3 separate regions of the Sus scrofa genome follow, and all the other regions are linked to region 1. Evidence: chromatin contacts called from public HiChIP or PLAC-seq data. All regions are on one chromosome and are shown on one strand. The core of a region is the stretch at or near the end of the contact, and the rest is flanking DNA. Distances in the headings are between cores, read along the strand shown.

Region 1 (4,942 bases), core at 1,547-4,046:
GCCATCCCTGGCCTTCCAGTTTAAAATCCCCCATCACTGACTCTCCCCATTCTGGCTTCATCTCTTTTCACAGAACTTATCACCACCTCCCGGGTGACCTGTTTCCACCCTGCGTTGTTGTTGGTCCAGGAGAGCAGGAGCTTGGACCTGATCTGGTCATGCCGCATCCCTGGTGCCCAGATCAGGCACTTAGATCTGCCAGCTGGGTGACCGATGTCACTCAGGCCTCATGTTAGTCCCCCACAGGCAGTAGGCTAGGCCGTGACTGTAAGGAGGGCTGAAGTGGCTCCCTGAGGTCACCCAGCCAGCAGGTGACAGGCAAGAGAAGCTGGCGATGATGCCTCCTCGCCTCTCCCATGTGGACTCTGGGGCAGCCTTGTGGCTGGCTCGGGGTGGGGACGGCGCTGGTCACCAGATTCTGAAGGAGGGGGATAAGGACACACCCCTGGAATCCGAGGAGGTGCAGCATAGGGCAAGTCTCATGTGGTCCTGAGCCTTAACTCTGACACCCAGATGAGCCTAGCCTTGTGGAGGCCCCACCCCAGCACCCTGCCAGCACCCAAGGCGACCCCCTGGGCTGTGTACATGGCCTACCCACCCAGCGTCCTGGGGCCACACCTGCCAGCCCAGCTCTCCCTGGCTGAGTTATGTCTGAGCACTAGATAGCCCCTGCTGGGCTGCAGGCCAGGGAGGCAGGCATCACCTGGCAGGGTTTCCAGAGGCACAGGAGCCCCCAAGCAGGGGTCCCTCAGCTCTGCCACTCCTGTGGCGTCAGTGATAACAAACAGGAGCTAAGGTTGGCAGGACGCCCACCCCAGTCAACCATGTGAACCAGCAAATGCCTCTTTTTAATCAAGTTTAAATTCACAGCCAGTTGAAACAGTGAATCTGAAGTTTCTAAAGAGCCCTCTAGGAGTTCTCATTCTGGCTCAGTGGGTTAAGAATTTGACTAGTATCCGTGAGGATAAGGGTTCAATCCCTGGCCTTGCTCAGTGGGTTAAGGATCCAGTGTTGCTCTGAGCTATGGTATAGGTTGCAGATGTGGCTCAGATCTGGCATTGACATGGCTATAGTATAGGCTGCCAGCTGCAGCTCTGATTCAACCTCTAGCCTGGTAACTTCCATATGCTGCACATGCAGCCCTAAAAAGTAAAAACAACAACAACAACAACAAAAAAAAAACACAAATTTTAAGGAGTTCCCATCATGGCTCTGTGGTAACAAATCCAACTAGCATCCATGAGTACGGGGGTTCAATCCCTGGCCTTGCTCAGTGGGTTAGGGATCCATCGTTGCCGTGAGCTGTGGTGCAGGTCCCAGACACGGCTCAGATCCCATGTTGCTGTGGCATAGGTCGGTAGCTGTAGCTCCGATTCAATGCCTAGCCTGGGAACTGCCATAGGCCACGGGTGTGGCCCTAAAAAGCCAAAATAATAATAATAAAGTAAATAAATAAAAGGCCTTCTACAAGCCCTGTCCTTAGACCCCCAGCAGGACACACCTTCCTGGGAGGAAGGTCTGGCTGAGGTGCAGCCCCGTGAGGCCTGAGGGCCTGAGACTGGTCTTCCTACCTCTCCAGCTCCTGGCCCGCCAGCCCCACCCTCATTCTTAGATGACCGCACCCGAATGCAGCCAGTGTCACCAGCCTCCAAGCCCAGGCCTGGCCGTTCCCTCTGCCTGGAGCACTCCTGTTCCCTCTCCCCTCCCACCCCAGACGGAGTCCTGCTCAGCCCTCAGTCTTTCCAGGGAGGCTCCCCAGAGCCCACAGCCTCAGGCATGGCGCTCTGTCTGTTTATGGTCTCCCCCCATTGCGGGAACCCACCTCTCTGGACCCCTGGGCCTGGCACCTGGCAGGTGTTAGCCAAACCACATCAGGGCTATTTCCAGGATTAAAACTTGCACTGCCCGCTGTCAGACTGCAGAGTGACCAGCACTCTCCACCTCAGTGGAGTTAGGTTGCAGCCTCCCTTTGTCACCTGACGTCGTCAGCGCTCTGCTCTGGGCCTGAGCCTGTGGGCAGGTGGCCATACACGCATTTGGCCCCATGCCATAGAGGGAAAGATAGGCCAGGGCTGGGTGGGTGCCTGCTCTCGTCACATCCCCCTCATGGACCTGCCACCAGTCCCCTGCCCCAGCAGCACACAGTGGGCTCCTGTAGTTCACTTAGGGTCTTCTGCTCCCTGCCACCACTCTGAGTTCTAGGCCCCAGCCTGTCCCCTTGGCTCGTTTGTTCCCTTAAAGCCAGCCAGATCCTGGGTAAATTCTTAAAACTGCAGGGGAGGGACAGGGCCTCACTAAACAGGTTTTTGTTTCTCAGCCCCAGGGCCACAGAGCCACCCTCTGCTGTGGCCTAAAACAATGGGCCAGTTTGGTAGAGGAGAGACAGTTGTCCCTGCCTCAGCCTGCCCAAAGGGCCAGCTTCCATCCAGCCTGGGGTCCACACCCCCACCACCCACCGAGTCCATGCCCAGGCAGGCCAGCGAGAGAGGGAGGCTGTCCTACCCGGTCCAGGTGGAGCGCCAGGTTTGGGTCTGGGCCGGGGCCTTGTGAGACAGCCCAGCATCTGGTGTGGAAGGCACTGGGCAAGGTCCAGGGACAGAGGCCCCAGGCAGGGGACAGGCAGCTGCTCCAGGGCTGGGGTGACATAAGGTCAGACCCCGGAAAAGGCGCTCCTCACAAGGTCTCCCAACCTCCCTCCCCGTTAATATTTTAGTAGGGGATGGGGGCTGAGGCTGCCCCTGCCAGGGAGGAGAGCAGAGTCCAGGGGGACAGAGGGGAGACTTGACCAGCCCTGCCTCACGACCCAGCAGGAAGGCAGGGAGTGTGTGTGGCCCTGCAGCCAGGACGGCCCTGAGAACTGGGGGAGCCTCCTCCCAGTCAGATTCCAGTTTGGGTCAAATTCCAGGTCAGGCTCACTTGGGAGCCTGACTCTGGATCTCGGGACCCAGGCTTCTGCAGATGACGTGCTTCATACGTCACATCTACCTGCCTGGCGCCGAGGAGAGTGAAACAGACGATGTGTGTGGAGCGCACAGTAGATGCTGAGTCAGCCCATCGTCTCTCCCCTCCCTCTTCCTGGGAGGCCAATGGAAGGTCCTGGGAAGAGCCTAGAGAGCGTCTCTGCTGCCGTCTTCACCCAGCAGGTGTTCGCTGAGCCCCTGCCATGTGCCAGGGACCGCGTAGGCTGAGGAACTCAGGGCTCAAGGCTACCACCAGGAAGAAATTTTGAATTGAGTTAAACTAACTCTGGAGAAAACAGAACACCCAGCTCTGCTCGTGTCCTTGAATGAGTCACTTCTCTCAGACCTCAGCGTCCCCCTCTGCAAAAGAGGCCAGCAGGACCCCCTGGGAGGATAGTTATGAGGTTTAAGGTCACTGACGCCTGTAAATGCCTGGAGGGTACCTGGCACCAGAGATGCTCAGAGGACGGGAACTTTCTATCCTTCTTCCCCTGCTTCCATCAGCCCAGGCCTGGGTGTACATGGCCACTCCGAAAAGACTGGGGGTAGAGGGAGTTCCTGTCATGGCTCAGCAGTAACAAACCCAACTAGGATCCATGAGGATGCAAGTTCAGTCTCTGGTCTCGCTCAGTGGATTAAGGATCCGGAGCTGCCATGAGCTGTGGTGTAGTTTGCAGACATGGCTCAGATCCTGTGTTGCTGTGGCTGTGGTGTAGGCCGGCAGCTGCAGCTCCGATTCGACCCCTAGCCTGGGATCCTCCATACGCCACACGTGCAACCCTAAAAAGACAAAAAGAAAAGTCCGGGGAACGGAATCTGCAGGTGAAGACAGGAGCGAGGCTGGCCTTTCCAGAGCCCCCTCTGCTCTGGGAGTTCTTGCCAGGGTTGCTGCCAACTGTGGAGTGAAGCTGCCCCCTCCACCACCAGGCACCCACTGGCCATCAGGATCTGTGAGCCCTCTGGGTCCCTGGCCCTCCCCAAGGGACGGGTGACTTGGGAATTGCAGCCCATTCCCCGTTCCCAGGCTTCACTGAGTCTTGTCAGACCCTCATCAGTTGACAGCTCTGTGCATCCAGCAGGCCCTACCACCACCCATCTGGCCAGGGCATGGGCCACACTGTCCTTCCAGCACCTCTGCCCCTGGCAGCTGCTCAGCCTCTATGCTGATGCGTGAGAAAACCAGCTGGACCTCAGGACCGTGGGTCCACAGGAGACTGGGGGCTAGAAAAGCACAGAACTTTGTGGGAAAAGCCCCTGCCCACCTCCTGCAATGGTCCCCTTTAACCTGGGTGGGCTGGTGGGAGGAGGGCCCACAGGAAGCTGTGTCTAACCCACTTGAAAGGGGCTCCAGGGAGCAAGGGCTTCTGAGGGCCTGGCTGTTGTGCTAGGTGAGCACGTTGGCAGGAGGCCGACTCTACACTGGTCAGTTCAGATGGGCCTGTGATGGCAGAGAGGGTTACTCTGTGTTCGGGTCTGGCATAGGACTTCCAGCTCCCACAGGCTGGGATGGAAAGGAGGTGGCAGGGTTGGGAAGGGTAACCTGGTACCGAGGGCAGGAGCAGGGCGGGGTCCCTGTTATTTTCTCAGCCTTTTTTTTTTTTTTTTTTTTTTTTTTTGGTCTTTTCTAGGGCCGCTCCCACGGCATATGGAGTTTCCCAGGCTAGGGGTCTAATCGGAGCTGTAGCTGCCGGCCTACACCAGAGACACAGCAACTCGGGATCCGAGCCACGTCTGCAAGGTACACCACAGCTCACAGCAACGCTGGATCCTTAACCCACTGAGCAAGGCCAGGGATCAAACCCGCAACCTCATGGTTCCCAGTTGGATTGGTTAACCACTGCGCCACGACAGGAACTCCTATTTTCCCAGCCTTGTGCTTGAGTTGCCCTGAAACTTCAGCCCCGGGAGGATGGTCCTGCCCAAGACCCCATGTTCCCACTCCCTTGCTCCCAGGGCGATGGCACCCTTTGGAGGCTCAACTG
Region 2 (4,936 bases), core at 2,017-4,516, 130 kb before region 1:
AGAGAGGTCAATGGCAGGTCCATTCCCAACACTTGGAGCTGGCACCTCCTGATAGACTGGTGGAGAGAATGGGTCTGCACCTTTGAGAGAAATTAGCAAAATAGTCTAGAGCAGGGGTTCTGGAATCAAATTGCCTAAAGCCAAGTTTCTCCTCTCCCATTTATTTCTATGTAACCTTGGGCAAGTCACTTAACCTCTCTGTGCTTCAGTTTCTTCTTTGTAAAGTGGAGATGATAGTGCCTTCCTCAGAGGATTGCCAGGAGGATTAACTGAGATGATGATAACAGCACTTGTAACATGCCTGGGATAGAGTTAGTGCCACCAAAGGGTTACTGTTGTCTGAGCCGCTAGGGCAGGTGGGATCTGCTTCCCATCAGCCCAGAGCCTCTGGGGCCTGACGGATATATATATAGAAGTTGGGAGGCCGCCTGGGTTTGTGACAGAGGCATCTGGGGTGGAGCTGGTGGCGTGTTCTAGAGGAAGCGGGTGTAAAAATCAGACCAGTGAGCAAAGGCTGACTCCACCATCTCCCAGCTGAGCATCTGACAGTGAGTTGCTCACCCCTCTCAGCTGTTTCCTCAGCTAACTGTGCCCGTGCCTTCCTCGGAGGGTCACCGTGAGACCCCAAGACAGAATAAAACATCTAGTAGGTCATGGTGGCCATTTAAACAGCCTTGTGGTTTGGCAAGGGGACCAGAGGATGGTCAGTGGCCTCCAGCCTGACTTCACTGCCTGGAGCCTTGAGTTACCCTCTTTCCACACCTCTCCCCCCACAGCAGCCTCTGGGTGTTGATTGCAGCAGGATTGTCCACAGTGCAGGGTTATCACAGACACCCTCCCTGCCTCTGAGGGATCTGCTAGGAAGGGCTCTGGGTCTCCAGCCTGCTTCACAGACTGGAAAGGCTCAGGGAGGCCCGTGACTTCTGGAAGCGGGGAAGACGCCATTGATGGATTGCCTGCCCCGACCCCATCCCCTGGGCTGAGCTGGGTTCACCTGCAGCGGTTTCCAGCATCCATCCCCACCTGCCTTGATCTTTGCCCGAGGTCCCCTCTCCCCGCCTCACCTCTGGCACCGCAGGAGCTGGTTCTACCCACGAGGGTGCACTTGTGGAGGTGAGTCCTCAGCCCAGGGAGTGGTTATCTCAGCTGCCTGTTCTCCACTGGGAGGACTCAGAGGTGATTCCCAGCCAGAACTCACAGGATCCCCAGCAGGACTGAGGCCCAGATACCCACAGCAGTAACTTGCCCACTCATGTCAACTTTCTTGGCTTCTATCTTTTGTGGCCTCACTCCTGACGCTTCCTGACTTGGAGTTCCTAGAACCAGCTCCCTAATAAATAACCTGCACCCAAGGCCTTGGCTCAGCATCTGCTTTGGGATGAACCCCAACTATGACAGCCACCTCCTCCCGCCAGCAGGTGGTGGAGCCAGGACAGAGAACCTGTGTCTGTGCCTCAGTTTCTCAGCCCGCACTGTCTTCCTAGAGGTTTCTGGCCTTCTTGTTATAGAAGAGTCAGACAAGATAATTTGTTTGATGCAGGGTTTTGTTTTTTTTGTTTTTTTTTTTTTTGTTTTTTTTCAGTTCATAAGAGGCAGTGAGTCACATGGACAGGGCTGAAGAATACTTGATCATTACAGCAGCTTCTGACGGCTGCATCAGAGGAAGCGCCCAGTCTAGGCAAACATGAGCCAGAGAGGCTGGGCCTTGGAAATGCAAGAGTCTGACCTTGTATAAACTTGCCTCAGGAAAAAAGAAACAAACAAGGGCCTTATGGATAAATAGAAATCTAGTACATTTATCCATCATAGATGAGCTGGGAGGAGCAGTGTAGGTGTCTAAGGAAACAAGGTCGGGGGCTGCTGGCCCCTGTGCCCAAGTGCAGGGTGACATATATGAGCAAGACACTCTGTGGTTTGTATCTGGCTGGTTGGCAGGGAGTTGGGTCCTATGAACATTAAAGCTTTTTGTGACAGTGTTTGAAATTGTGGTGAGACTGGCTCTCCTTATAAGTGGTTGAAAGCATCTTTTGAGAGAAGAGGAGAGGGGTGTGTGTGTGTGTGATGCATGTGTATTTGGGGATTTGTAATGTCTGTGTGTTTGGATGTGGGGGATGTATTTGGGGATACCGTGTGTGTGTGTGTGTGTGTGTGTGTGTGTGTGTGTGTGTGTGTGTGTGTGTTGCAGGGCATTTAGGGATGTTTGTGCAGTGTATTTGTGTATGTGTGTTTGGGAGTATGTTTATATATGTGTTCATTTGGGGTGTGGTTAATACAAGTTGTGGGTCCCTGTCCAGCAGGCATATTCCTGGAGCCATCTTTTATCCTTGAGAACTCCTTATGTTCTGGCTGGAGGGTCCCCAAATACTTTGATTTCAGTATAAAATGGTCTCACAGATAGATCCTCCTATATACTCCTCATAACTCCCTTTTCTCCTTGTCTTTAGTGCCTCTTCTGAGCCAGGCAGGTGTACACAGACCTCATTCACTCTCACAAAAGAAAGATGCTGTTACTTGCATTTTATAGGTGAGGAAACTGGGAATCAGAGAGGTTAAGTCACTTACTCAAAGCGACACAACTATTAAGTGGAAGAACTGGGGTCTGACCACCTCTTAACTTCCACCCTCCCCTGCCCCCTCCACCCACATGGGGTGAGCTGCTGGGTGGCGTTCTGCCGTGACTTTGTACCTGCAGCAAGGGCCCTGCTCCCCATCCAGGGCACTTGCTCTAGAAACATGACTTGTAGCTTCAGAGGAGGAAGAGTTGCAGGAGCAGGAAGGCTGTGAGGCAGGGCTGTGTGAATAAGGCATGCACTAGGTGGGTGTAGGCGTGCCAGAAAAACCTGATCCTGAAAAAAGTCCTTGTAACCCAGGGTGAGGTGGAGATGAAGGAGAGACTGCAGAGCAAGCGGGGAATTGAGAAGGGGTATGGAGGAAGCTAGAAAGGCCTTGAGTTCATCCCCCGGGCCTCAGGGAGAGGGTACTGTACACATTTTAGCTGGATAGGGAGCCTTAGGCCTAGTTTTATCCCCCAAGAGCAACATCAGTCTCTCACCTGTTTTACTGTGCGCTGGTTACGTGTCCAGCTATGTGAGGCTGGGGCACCACAGATCTGTCCGTGTTATCTGTGGTGTGATCTAACCTCTAATAAGGGGATGCATGGAGAAACAGGCCTTCCCAGTCTGAATTCCTGGAAGGAATAGAGGGTGGACATTTCATCAGTGCGTATTCTTGGCAGACAGAGGCAGCAGGGCCCCTGGGCTTGCCTGGCTGCTCCCGCCCATGAGCGCTCACGTCAGACAGCAGGAAATCCCACAGAAGCTGCAGTCCCAGACATGAGTCGGGGTGGGGCATTTGGGACTTATTCATGGGGCTCAGATACCCTTTGGTTCCCAGAGCTGCTGGGAGAGGACCCCTCTGGCACCCAGCCAGCTCAGGGACTCCAGACAGCTCCTCAAGAGCAGACAGTTTCTGCCAGTGTCCCTTAAAGGGTCACCTCTCCTCCACCCTCATGTCCTGAACATCATCCAGGATGAACCCCAGGAAGCAGATGGATTCATGCAAGGCAGTCTGAGCCCCGAGACTGTCAAAAGCCATCCTCTAATAAGTTCCCAGCCCCATTGCTGTTACTATTAGGTGTTCACCTAATACGCTCTTAACCCTGTGGATTTGCTTGACTCTCTGCCGACACACATTGGGATGTGGTGCAGCAGTTAGGCGAGTCAGAGTCCCTCGCAAATCACGTGGTTTGGGGCAAATTCTCGAGTCAGAGTCCCTCGCAAATCATGTGGTTTGGGGCAAATTCTTTAGTCTCCTTGAGACTAAGTTTCCTAAACAGGGATGATAAAAGTAGCGCAAACTCATAGAGCTGGTGGCTGGCACAGACACATTATTGATGCTAAAAACATAGGAAGCAGCGGGAACTGGGCATTCTCGTGTAGCTCCCTGTGTAACAGCATCGGAGAGCCGCCACACTGATGCTCTCAGCACCACCCCCGCTTTTGGGAACAGCTTTATTGAGATATAATTCTCTTATCATACAATTGACCTATTTAAAGTATACAGCTCAGTGGTTTATATTCACCAAATTGTGCAACCACAGCCTCCATTTTAGGACATTTTATTATCCCAAGAAGCATGTATGCTTTACCCATCACGGTTACCCTTCTTCCCCTCCATTGGTCCTCAGCTCTTGGAAACTTGGAAACCACTAATTTTCTCTCTATCTGTACAGATTTGCCTCTTCTGGACACATTATAAACATGGAATTGTCAATTTTGTGGTCTTTTTGACTGGCTTTCTTCGACTGGGGATGTAACATTTTCAAAGTTCATCCACCGTCTTTGGATGGTTTATAGGGTGAGCTTGATTCATTCCCTGTGCTGAAACCTTCACCAGGCCTTGGCAGGGCTGGCCTCTGGTCCTGAGTGTAGGTTCCTCTGGCACATTTCCTCTCCCTACTCTTTGGAGCATGTGGGTTTTCTCTCCTACTCCACTGTCTTGAAGCTGATCGAGTCTGGATCTTGTAGGGAAATATTGAATGTGCCTGCGGTTTATTCCCACCACTTCCTCTGGCCTGGTCAGCAGCTTGGGGGCAGGGTGGAAACTGGGCAAAGTCTTTACTCCTCTTTCTCCCCGGGGACTCTCTTTCCTGGAGGGGGTGGGGAGAGAGACAACACAACATCTTTATTTGTTTTTAATGCTGACTAACTTCCCAGCCTGCTTCTCAGGTTCTGGTGAAAGTTGCTGTGTTCCTGGTCAGGCTCTGTTCCCTTGAGACACAGGGTCATGGGACTTCTCTTTTGCAGGCAGCTGGTGGGGAAGTCACCCAGTGCTTTGGAGTTCTCTGCGTGTAAAGTCTGACTGCATTTGTTTCTTCTCTTGCTCGAGCTGGTCCAGTGCAAAACTGAGAATCCATGAGGAGGCATTCAGCTGCAAG
Region 3 (4,325 bases), core at 908-3,407, 200 kb before region 1:
ACCTTCTCTTTGTACAGTGCACTCCAGCTTTCAGCAGCTCTGCCCCTTACCTCGCTTCATCTTGCCAACAACCTTGAGAGTCCTTATCAGTATCCCCACTCTTAAGTCTGGTCATTCTGCGTCCAGCGGTCCGAGGCTCATTCTTGATGTTTGCGTTTGTTTGCATACTTTTTTTTGGCCCTCTTCCTTTCTTCCTTTTTTCCTCTCTTTCTTCCTCTTTTCCTTCCTCCCTTCATTCCTTCCTTCCTTTCTCTTTTTTCCTTTCTCTTGTTTTGATACTAGATTTACTTTTGAACATGAAGGTGAAACTCACTTGGATGCTGCTTCCCTCTTACCTGAGCTAGTTGAGAAAGGAACCTGGGTTAGATTTGCCTTTGAAAACAGGCAGTGTTTCCACTTATAGGCCAGATTTACTCTGTTGCTAGCTTTTCCTTACAGTTTTATTTCTTTTCTTTTTCCCTGTGTTTGAGTAAAGGAATGTGAAACCCAAGACAGAAAAGAAGAAACAAGAGAAAAGAAAGAATCCTAGGGTTTGACCATTTGTGCCTTCCTCAAAAATATAACGAATAAGAGAAATTTTATGAATGTGTTACCAACATTTAAGAAGGAAGTTCCAGAGTTCCCGTCATGGCTCAGTGGTTAACAAACCCAACTAGTATCCATGAGGACACGGGTTCGATCCCGGGCCTCGCTCAGTGAGTTAAGGATCCGGCATTGCCATGAGCTGTGTGTAAGTCGCAGATGAGACACGGATCTGGCATTCCTGTGACTGTGGCATAGCCTGGCAGCTGCAGCTCCTATTCGACCCCTAACCTGGGAACCTCCATATGCTGTGAATACGGCCCTAAAAAGACAAAAGACAAAAAAAAAAAAAAAAAAAAAAAAAAAAAGAAAGAAAGAAAGAAATTTTGTCCTGAAAAGCAAGGAATTCCAGCTTTTCTTGCTGTCATGGCCCCAGTGAACCACCTTCTAAGAGAAAGGCCTGTCAGTCAACTAGAAAGCACTGAGTTGCCTAGGGACAGAACTGGTTTGACAACAGGCCAGGTATCAGAAACTACGCTCATTATTGGTGTAGGGATGATGATTGTTAAGAAATCTTTAGAAACTATCCCAAATACTAATCTGGGAGTCTGGATGACACAACTTCTGTGTAACCTAAGAATATTTTCTCTCCAAACTGTTTTTCCTGTTTAGGTAACTAGAGAAGACAAAGAATTGCACAGAAAGATCCTGCAGATCATTCAAGAGGACTGCCAGAAACCAAATCGTAAGTGGTGTACTGTACATGTGACCCAGTGCCCTAGAAGGGGATGTTCCCTCCTGGAGAGCCCTGGACAGAGAGGCAGGAGACCTGGTGCTTTCCCCAAAACAGCCTGGAAGCATGCCGGTCAAGGCTGCTGCCCCCTCTCTGAGCCTCAATTTCCTCTTCTCCAAAGTGAGTGTTAGCCCCACACAGCTGTTCTGACCTGGGCTACACGTAAGAGTCAACCTTGGGGCTTTTTTGAACATACAACACTCAGGTCCCAGCCCTAGGGATTCTCGTTCATGGGAGGCTGGACAGGTGAGCTCCTCCAGCAGTGCTTCTTCAATGAGGTAAGCCGCTAGACTAGGACTTTCTGATGTCCTTCTGGTTCATGTTCTCTCCAATTTGTGTTATTTCTTCCACTTTTTCCTCTTATCTCTGAACCCAAGCCTAACATTCCCCTCTCTTCTGATAGCAAGACCTTCAGTGTTGGGAGAAATGGTTCTAGACATTATGTTGGTGAACAGTGTAATCCAGTCACCTTGAAAGCTGATAATTTGCAAAAGATGTGGTTTCAAAAATAGTTGGTGGAGTTAGGTCAGCCCCTAGTGGTTAGAAACTCAAACTGTAGATGTTACCATTTGCACACTAGTTAGAAAGAGAAGGAAGCATTAGTCCTATCTTTAAATCCTGTGTAAACTAATCGCTCTTAAAGGTAACTCAACAAAGTCTACCATTTGCAAACATATGCTAATAACAGATGTTGACATATGTCAACAAATGATGCGAGAAGAAAAGTGGGAAGGCTTCTTTCTGCTTCCTTTCTCTCCAAAAACATCCACCTCCAGTCCCTAAAGCCCATATATCCCTGGGCTTGGACCTATTCCAGGCTGAGTCAGTGGGTGGAGCTGGACCAGGGCTCCGGCCTTGGTGTTCACGGTATGCAGCCCTATTTAGCCTTTAAGGACCCATGAGGTCACCTCCCAGAGTGGTGTGACAACAGCTCTTAAAATAAACTGAAAGCAATCTATTACTTTAATGCAAGGTTTCTAACTATTATTCATTTCATTCAGAACAAGAAGGACAAGTATCCTTTAATTAGAGGAAAAGCTACCTATCCACAATTTAAGGAGCTTTTTGGAACAGTGAATTGTGGAGTCCTTAACTAAGAAGGGATAAGAGGAGAGGCTGGTCCCCAGATGACATTCCAGCTAGTCCCAGGCCATCTGGCCAGATTCTTATTTCGATGTATTTTAAGAACAGGGTGGATTAAAATAATCCTAGGGCCTGTGAAGCAAATGAAGGCAATTCACACTTCATTTCTTAGGAGACTCAAACAGCCTCAGTGACCTTAGGGCCTATAAAGTGGCAGGATTTATACCCGCTTCTAATCTACGGGCCAGCTCCTGCTTCATTGAGTGTATGTGTCAAGGGAGACAGGCTCTGCCACTCAGTCTGTAAACAGGAGCCTCTAAAAATCATATGCCTATTCCCTGGAACTAGTAAATTCCCAGGAGCTAAATTCTGGAGCATGAGCAACTGAGTCTGCCAACAAAAATGCCTTGTAGGGACTGTCCTGCAGCCACTCCTTTTCGTAGGAAATATCTATGACATTAAAAATTATTCTGAATAATATATGTATAGGGTAGAAAGTCCAAAAGTACAAAAATACACACAGAAAAGTCAGACTCCCTGCCAGCACAGAGTTCCCCTTTCTACATGGAGCCTAGGGTTGTTACTAGTTCCTGGCATATCCTTCTACAGATGTTATATGCACTTATAAACATATTTGAATAGTTTGTCTTTTCTAAAAAGCACAAGTAAAGCTTAGCATAAAATACTCCATGTTTCATGCTTTTTATTTTAAATCTAACATTGGCATGTAGAGATCGCTCACAACAGTACATAGAAAAGTGCCTGTCTTTTTAATAGCTGCACAGTATTTCACTATATATATTGATAGATAGTCAGCCATTTATTTAACCATTCCTACTGAACCTTTAGTAGGTTTCCAGTCTTTCATACAGAACATAGCATTGAGTTTTCCTTAGCAGGATGATTGGTAGGAGAACTTAAAATCTTTATAGTCACTTATGGGTATTTCAGCAAAGGGTCAATGTACAAAAATGAAAAAACTCTAAATAGGGGCTGGTTTTAGATCCTTAAAGCACGGATCCTGGCCTTATCTAAAGATAGGCCACATGGCATAGTCTGGAGCCCCTTGCCTGGGTTTGAAGCCCAGCTCTGCCACTTTGTAGCTATGTGGCCTTGGGTAATTCCGTGCCTCAGTTTCTTTACATAAAAAATAGGGATAATAATAGTACCTACATGGCAGGTTGTTATAAGGCAACAATTTGGTGTTTTATAAAACTCTTGGTTATATGGCAGAGTAGGAAGCACCAGGATTCCTCCCCTCCACTTAAGACAATAACTGCTGTAGCTATTTGGGAACTCTGGAGTCTGTCAAAGCTAGCAACTTCCAGAGGAAGATTTGGACAGTAAATTGGGGGTAATTTTAGTCAGTTTTCAGATTTTAGTAGCAGCTCCCCATCCTCTACTCCCAGCTCTGTGGCAGGCAGCTGCGCATGTGTTTCTGGAGCAGCTTGTGGAGAGCTTGCAGGAGGTAGGATGAGCAGAAAGGACCCAGTTCTCTGTATATCAGGAGTCTGTGTTCTGCTCACTAACTGCTGCTTCTAATCACAGAGATGCAGACAGAGAGGTGGGGGGACCATTGTTGCAAGCCCCTCACCAACAGCTGAAGTTAAAAGACTTTTTAACTTCCTTTTTCTTTTTTACCCCTTTTGTAGCCAGAGAAGAAAAAGTAGGGCACTCAAAAGCAGCTTCATATATGGGGAAAATTAAAAAGTGATCGCACATGCCCAGGATAAGGGACAGGCTCAAAAACAGACCTGAGAAGACCTTAGGTTTCCATTTCAGGCTGATCCTTGGCACAAAGACAGCCTACAATGACCCCAAACATAAAAACAGTAACAAAAAAGAGCAAACATCAAGGAAGGGAAAGAATCTAATCTCCAGAGTTCATTATAAGATTCAAATGTCCAATTTGCAATTGAAAAAGAAA

Evidence for each region. HiChIP or PLAC-seq counts read pairs in DNA pulled down with a chosen protein or histone mark.
Region 2: an H3K27ac HiChIP or PLAC-seq map of skeletal muscle shows a contact between it and region 1. The contact joins two enhancer-like sites. A contact is called at or near these places in 1 of 47 Hi-C or Micro-C datasets (epiblast stem cells) and 1 of 2 datasets of contacts at active chromatin or transcription factors (skeletal muscle).
Region 3: a contact with region 1 is called in an H3K27ac HiChIP or PLAC-seq map of skeletal muscle, with 6 times the contacts expected there. The contact joins two enhancer-like sites. A contact is called at or near these places in 10 of 47 Hi-C or Micro-C datasets (embryonic fibroblasts, epiblast stem cells, heart right ventricle and 5 more) and 2 of 2 datasets of contacts at active chromatin or transcription factors (alveolar macrophages and skeletal muscle).

The regions. Positions count from the first base shown.
Region 1 is chr14:114,620,290-114,625,231 of Sscrofa11.1, reverse strand. The region is part of intron 5 of SH3PXD2A (SH3 and PX domain-containing protein 2A); the gene reads left to right. Among named protein-coding and RNA genes, the nearest start is that of SH3PXD2A, 150 kb to the left of the region's middle. Within about 2 kb of position 2,796, at least 11 of the 83 cell types and tissues checked have an H3K27ac peak or open chromatin away from gene starts, as enhancers often do. A contact at or near this core is called in skeletal muscle, where this site is marked.
Region 2 is chr14:114,754,706-114,759,641 of Sscrofa11.1, reverse strand. All of the region lies in intron 1 of SH3PXD2A (SH3 and PX domain-containing protein 2A), which reads left to right. Among named protein-coding and RNA genes, the nearest start is that of SH3PXD2A, 20 kb to the left of the region's middle. Within about 2 kb of position 3,266, at least 16 of the 83 cell types and tissues checked have an H3K27ac peak or open chromatin away from gene starts, as enhancers often do. A contact at or near this core is called in skeletal muscle, where this site is marked.
Region 3 is chr14:114,817,658-114,821,982 of Sscrofa11.1, reverse strand. STN1 (STN1, CST complex subunit) reads left to right here. Exons shown (of 10, transcript NM_001243685.1): 9 at 1,195-1,267. Among named protein-coding and RNA genes, the nearest start is that of STN1, 31 kb to the left of the region's middle. Within about 2 kb of position 2,157, at least 17 of the 83 cell types and tissues checked have an H3K27ac peak or open chromatin away from gene starts, as enhancers often do. A contact at or near this core is called in skeletal muscle, where this site is marked.